Regions from separate parts of the Gossypium hirsutum genome. Here region 1 is linked to region 2. A link is a contact called in public Hi-C data. All regions are on one chromosome and are shown on one strand. Each heading gives the region's core, a stretch centred on a gene start, on an enhancer-like site or on the middle of the called end of the contact. The rest is flanking DNA. Distances are from core to core; before and after follow the strand shown.

Evidence for each region. A called contact is a pair of places that touch in the nucleus more often than the background predicts.
Region 1: a Hi-C map of leaf shows a contact between it and region 2, with 1.9 times the contacts expected there. The contact joins the promoter of LOC107900995 here to the promoter of LOC107900999 in region 2. A contact is called at or near these places in 2 of 34 Hi-C or Micro-C datasets (both in leaf).

The regions. Positions count from the first base shown.
Region 1 is chrD06:16,833,002-16,836,255 of Gossypium_hirsutum_v2.1, reverse strand. It overlaps LOC107900995 (probable pectinesterase/pectinesterase inhibitor 12), which reads right to left and starts at 1,795. Exons shown (of 2, transcript XM_016826809.2): 1 at 594-1,795; 2 at 1-66. The coding sequence starts at 1,518.
Region 2 is chrD06:16,698,687-16,702,015 of Gossypium_hirsutum_v2.1, reverse strand. LOC107900999 reads right to left here and starts at 1,761. Exons shown (of 6, transcript XM_016826813.2): 1 at 726-1,761; 2 at 531-628. The coding sequence starts at 1,209. It overlaps LOC107900998 (glucan endo-1,3-beta-glucosidase 5), which reads right to left. Exons shown (of 2, transcript XM_016826812.2): 2 at 2,575-3,329. The coding sequence ends at 2,709.

The DNA.
Region 1 (3,254 bases), core at 546-3,045, 130 kb before region 2:
GCTTCTCAGGGCCTGCACTGTTGTCGATTGTTATATCCCGAGCCAAAAAGCCTTCGCCAGATACCGCTGCAATGATAACACAATAAGTTTAATCTTAATGTTGAACATAATTTCAGACAGATATACCTCTCAATTCTATTTCAATTTTAATTCAATCCAACTTAATTATATAAAATTATCGATCCAAATCAAACCCGAAATTTAAGAGGAGAACAATTGATTAAACCCAAAAAATTGACTTAACCAACTAATCTCATATTTTAACTAATCAACCGACTTAGATTTTAATTGATCAAATTGAACCGATTTAACATTAGTCGGGTTAGGTTGAGGTTTTGGTTAAAAGTTTATTTATTTGTTTATTACATTTTATAAATGTATTTAAAAATAAAAATTATATATTAGAAATTGGTCTAGTTACCAAAATTTATAATCTACAACTGATGGAGTACTTATAAAACAAGCTTAACCATTATAGCTGATTTTACTGAACAGAACCGACTTGATCAAAAACTATGTATTAAGTGGGTTTCCTTGTAAAAATGTCTTGAGCTAGAACTAGAAAATTTTAAGAACCAAGTTATTGAGATTACCAACAGTTGCAGATCTGAAAGTGGTCCAGCCATCACGTACGCTTCGGCTTCCAGTAATGAAGGTGACATCATTTCCATCTCCGAGAAGAACAATGTTGGTTTTATAGCTTGGGATTTCAACATTTTCTTCATAAACCCCTTCCCTAACATAGATTATGATTCTGTCATAAGTATTGTTGGGAGCAAAGTTTATAGCATCATTTATGGTACTGAAATTCCCTGTTCCATCGGCAGCTACAGTGAGCACGTCACTCGGATCGTATTCATCGTCGCTGCTCTGCAAAATCCGGCGAGCTCTCCGTCCCAACCAGCTCGGAAACCCCAACAGGCGACGATTTCTATGGCCTTTTTTGCCACCACCCGATTTGGGAATCATTGAAAGGGAGTTACTCACGTGCTTGTAAGTACTCGTCAATGATTTCACCAAAACAGGTTTCAAAGTCCCAGAAGCCGAATCCAATCCTTCTAGACAAGTGTTCTTGTTTGTGAGAGCTGCACTTAGATAAGATCTTGCGTCACCTAGCTTCTTCGAATCACCTGATTGGATTCTTGATACTGATTTTTTCAAGGAAGATAGTGTGATTTCATGTAGTTCCTTGCAATCTTGCATTGTCCCTCTCTGTGTTTCAACAATTTTTGCATTTCCGCCATTGGAGAATAGGTTTGTGAGCTTTCCAGCTTCAGATAATGCAGAGTTGAGTGATTGAATGAGGTAGTTTATTATGCTGGGACTGATATTGATTGAAACGGAAAGTTTCAGTGAATCGAAACAAGCATCTGGATATGGAGTTGATTGGCAAAAATTTCGTATGGAAGAGAGATTAGAGCTTAGGGGAGCAGTTGAAATAGAGTTGAGAGCTAAAGCAGAAGATAAAAAGAGGGTGAAATGGAGGATGATAGAGAGTTTGGAAATGGTGGAAGCCATTGAAAGGTGATGCCGCAGGAGGTGAAAAGATATTTGTTTATTTTATAGGAGCCCCGAGAGATCAGACAGGTCTAATGGCTTTCCCCATAATTATTAAGTGAAATTGTTGAGACTTGAGACCGAGAGACAATTATATTAAATTCTAATGTTTGTTAGGTGAAGCGCAAATAGAGTAAACAGAGGCTTCTTCATCTTACTAGATTTTGAGTTTTGTATAGGAGAGCTTGAATATTGGTAAGTTAGAGTTGATTTGAGCGAGATTGACTACTCAGTGTTTAAGTTCAAACTCAAGTGATGGATAAATTTAAGGTTAATAATATATATTAAGGACAACAATTTAATTTAATAAGAATATTTAAAATATATTTTAAAAATAAAAAAATTATAAAACTTACGAGGCATTAAAGTCGAATATTAGTAAATTTAAATTCAACTCAATCGATAGTTTGAGCTCAAATTTAGATGGATAAACAAAAGTAAATTTAAACCTTTTCGAATAGGCAAGGATGATCATTAAATTCTGTATAACTATCAAATGCCAAAAAGTAGAATTAATATTAAAAAGTGTGACTGGGAACGTGAGTTGCATTTTTAGTTTAGTCTAAACATTTTCATGGGACTCTGTATCTGTAATAAGATTACAAACTTAAATACGGCGGCATAAATAATGTACCAAAGAATACGCGGAACTCAGATTGATTGCTACTTGTCTTGCAACCCTAACTCTTTTTTTCCAAATAATAAATAAATCATATTTTTTTTACTGTAAATTAATATAACTTCTAGTTACACACTTCTTAATATTTAATAATTAAAATTTACAAGTGAAGGACACTATCATGATGATCGTTCACACGGAAAGGAATATAGAGAACCGCTAGAATTGGGTGGTTTATACTGTAGATGATACAAAAAGTCAAGAAAAATGATTATTTTAAGGAAGTTGGGGTTGACTTTGAGTAGAGGGTAGACAATGAGAGCCCTTGCCTAGTGCTGAGAGGGGTATTTTTAGAGGGAAGTTGGCTTGGCCTGGGTCTCAACCATTGAGTACCCTAATCCATAGGTGCTGATGTCAGTCAATGATATTGTTGGAGTCTACTTGAAGGGACTAGATGAGGTGTCCATCAGGTTCGGGACGTGATAGATTGACAACTGCCGTCAAGAATTTTTCCCCATTTATCTTTTGAGGATTGTGCAGGCATGCTCATTGTAATGGGGTGTTTAGGCAAGATGCAGTTTTAAGAAGGCCATATTGTTGGGCTTCGTTGTGTTCCTATAGTCATTGGGTAGTTGTTAAGCCTTATTGGGTAATATGTTTTGATATAAGAAATTAAAGTGTTTTTGAATAAAATTAAATTTGAGCAATTTCATAAAAATCAAGTTGAAATTGTTTCAATTAAGTTAAATATTTTCAACCTCCCTATCGACGATTTTGAGTTGATCCTTCCGAACTAACAATTGGTATCAAAGGTAGCCTCTAAAGGCGATTTAACAACCAAGAGAAGATCCTCGGAGAAGCTTAAAACGATCATCAACTCATTCTACAACAATGAGATCTACTTCTGGGTCAATATTCCTTGGTGAGTCTCAATCCATCAATAGACCTCCTTATTTCAATGGTGCAAATTATTCTCATTGGAAGAATAGAATGACCTTGTTTATAAAAGCCAATGGTTATGCTGTGTGGGACATCATCATGGATGGTCCAACCATACCTCAAAAGAAAGAAGGAGAGA
Region 2 (3,329 bases), core at 512-3,011:
AAAAGTAAAACTACTAAACTGGAAGACCCCAAGTCCCAAACCCCAGAGTAAACCATCAAGCATGTTACTGCAACTTAAACATGGAAGCAAATTCATTTCACAATAATTTACAGAATGAGACCATTACTGACATAACTTGAAGTGCAAATGGCTAGCAGCATTCTAGTAGAAACTATTCACACAAAATGGTAGCACAAAAGACAGAACTTCACAGCTAAAAACCCCGTGAAGCCTTAGCTAATTCTACAACAATCATATAAAGATATTCCTGGCATAAAAATGAGACTTTTTCCCCCTTCCCTTAACCTCGCCAGCTTTGCTGTACTCAGTGAAGAGCCATTTTTTTCTTTGTTTCTTCTGTGGGTGTTCGCCCACTCACATAATTATGGCTCATCATCTTTTCCACTTAATTAAAACTCAACATTGATTGACTTATAGTACCAAAAGAATGCCAAATATTCTCGAATCTTGACTTCATTCTACTACTATTCCCAACAATGAATAAACAAGTCATGAAAAAGAAATCTTACCCTGAAAAACTCGTAAACATGGTACTCGGAAACTGAATGATTTAACGAATAACGATCCGCTATAAATCTATTCAAAGCCGACACAAAGTTTCCCAGTACTGCTTATACCATAAAATAAGAAAAAGCAATCATTGCGTTAGATAATACATATTTTCTTCTCATAAAAAAAGAGCTGGGTAGGGAAAAAAATTGTACCTTCATCGACATCGACAGCAACCACGATTTTCTCAGGCAACGGCTTGTCGGGAAAGTCAAGAGTCCCTCTTTGAGACAAGCCACGAGAATCAGCCACCGTATTCGCCCTTTTCTGGGGTTCATCATGTTTAGAGATTTCTAATTCGCGCGCCAATTGGGAAGCGAAGGCGAGTGCTTTCTGATCCCACTTTCTCGGCGAATCATTGAGACAACTTTTGACAGTCAAATTTAAGCTAGAGGCCGCTTTATTAAACTTGAAACCGCCGCCGCTGCCGCAGCGGCTGACATTGTAATTTTCGAGCGGCACGAGTTTGCCCAAGAACTGGAAGCAACGGCGCTGGTCTTTGGGCGACGTGTGAAGGTGCCTGGAAAAAAAGGGGTCGTTACGGGCCAAAAACGCCATGAAAATATCGTTTCCCTTACGGTTACAGTTAGAGATTTGATTGAAGAAGAAACGAACACTGCTGCTTTGCTTCTGTAACATAACGAAGGTCTTCACATTCCAGCTTCCCCCCAGAAAATGCAAACAATAACAATGATTTTTGCAGCAAAAAAGAAAAGAAAAGAAAAAGAAATGGTTAAATAAATCGAGTAATTAATGAAAGAAAAAAAAGAGAGAGAAGCCAGGGAAACAAGAGTAGTGTTTGAATTGATTAGGGAAAACGGGGGAGGGAAAAAGGGAGTAAAAGAAAAGCGCGGCGATAGTGAACTATTTATAATTGAAAATTGTTAAAAGGAGAAGGGATTTATTGAAGGATATCTAGAAATTAGGAGAATCTGAGGGATTTCATAAAATGATGTTTACTTATAATAATAGGCAAATGAATTACAAATTTTGGAACCTCGTCTCTGCTTTCTTAAAACCAATTAAAGAAAATGCCGAAAATGAGAGGAGATGGGTGACTTTGGGACCGCCGAATTTCTGTTTTTTTCTTTTTTAAATCAGATCTAATTGGATTTTTAAAAGTAATATTCTAAATTTATTTATCTAAATAATGAGTTCCAAAGATTTTAACCCATTTGAATCAGGACCGGGTCGGCAGAAGCTGCTGCTGAAGATGAATATATTATACCTGGGACAACAATATTTTATACAAATGAAAAAACACGTGTGTTGCTGTGCGGTGTAGCCGAGAACCTGATAGGCTTTGGCAGTAGGTAGCTAGGCGCGCCGCTGGCTCAGCCGCTCCAATTGTATTATTTTTATTATTATAATGAAGACGTAAAGTCGGGAAGTGCTTATCTTCATCATGTTCCGCATTTTCTATCCATTACTTTTATATAAAGGGCTAATTCCATCGTACACCTTTATATGATGCTTAAAATTTTAATTTGGTACTCAACGTATCGTCATTTTATCAATAAGCCTTCAACTAGTTTAATCCTCATAATTTTTTATCGGAACACATTGGATTTAAATTATCCATACCATAAATAATTTGATTCGTATGTATTTAATGTTTATATTAAAATAAGGACTTATTAATACTATAAACACATAATTTTAACGTTTTGAAGTTTAAATATTAAATTAGTTTAATCATTGATTTATGGTTAGTTTAGACTGAATGGAAAATTGCGTATTGTGGCAGTGCCTTCGCTTCTTGGTCCAGATGTTGAAGGTGGGCGCTTTGGTTTTGTGCAAGGCCAACATTGGGCCTCGGACCTAAATTATTTAAGTACTTGATTTTAGAATGAAGGAAGCCCCCCATGGAGTCGTTTTTCGTTTCAGTTGACCTCTCCTTCCTTGAGACCATAATTATCACCTTCAATATAGCGCTGAATGTGAAGTTTTTAATATATTACAATTGAGGGGAGAGATACCATAGCGAGGATTTAGATCTTAATCTGCAAACAAGGAATGTTTTGATTGAATAATTAAATTTACAATGGGGTCTAAAAATAAATTAGTAAATTTAACCGCAGAAAATGGAAGAGATGGTTGCCTGGGTGACTGCAGCAAAGGCAAATTAAGAACTCAAATCAATGAACACCACAAATAACTAAACCCAACACCACAACCAAAGCTGCAAATATGCCTTCCATTTTTGAAGCCGAAGACTTGAAAGGGGTACGAGCTGCTTTCTGTTTTCGGGTGTCGATCATGATCTCGAAACGACAAGGTGGCTTAGAAGGATCAACGTTTGTAATGGTAGCCAAGTTATTAAAAGAACATGCTTCTTTGCTTTGGTTCATGGTCTGGAAATACGAATTAAACGCATACGACGCGTTGCTTTGGGCATCCAGATTACCACACGAGGATCCATACCCCAGACTGGTGCAATCCGCGTTCTCGCATGCGTAGGTAATGCTTTGTGCCAACGTATTGGGGTCTGACGAGCTAGCCGAAGGAGACATTACGCACCATTGCTTGGCCAAATATTTGACACCTTTAGCTGGGACGAGGGCTCTTCCATTGCCCATATCCAATGGATATTTGACGCTGCCATCGTATTTGAAGATACCCCAATGCCTCTCAAAGTTGCCAGGCAAAGTGCTCTTATGGTCTTCATCGAGGAGAGAAAAGATGTAGACATCAGGCGGGGTACGGCGTTTTGGGCTACCTTGGCCTTGGATTATACGGCTTATAAGTGCTTGGTTGAA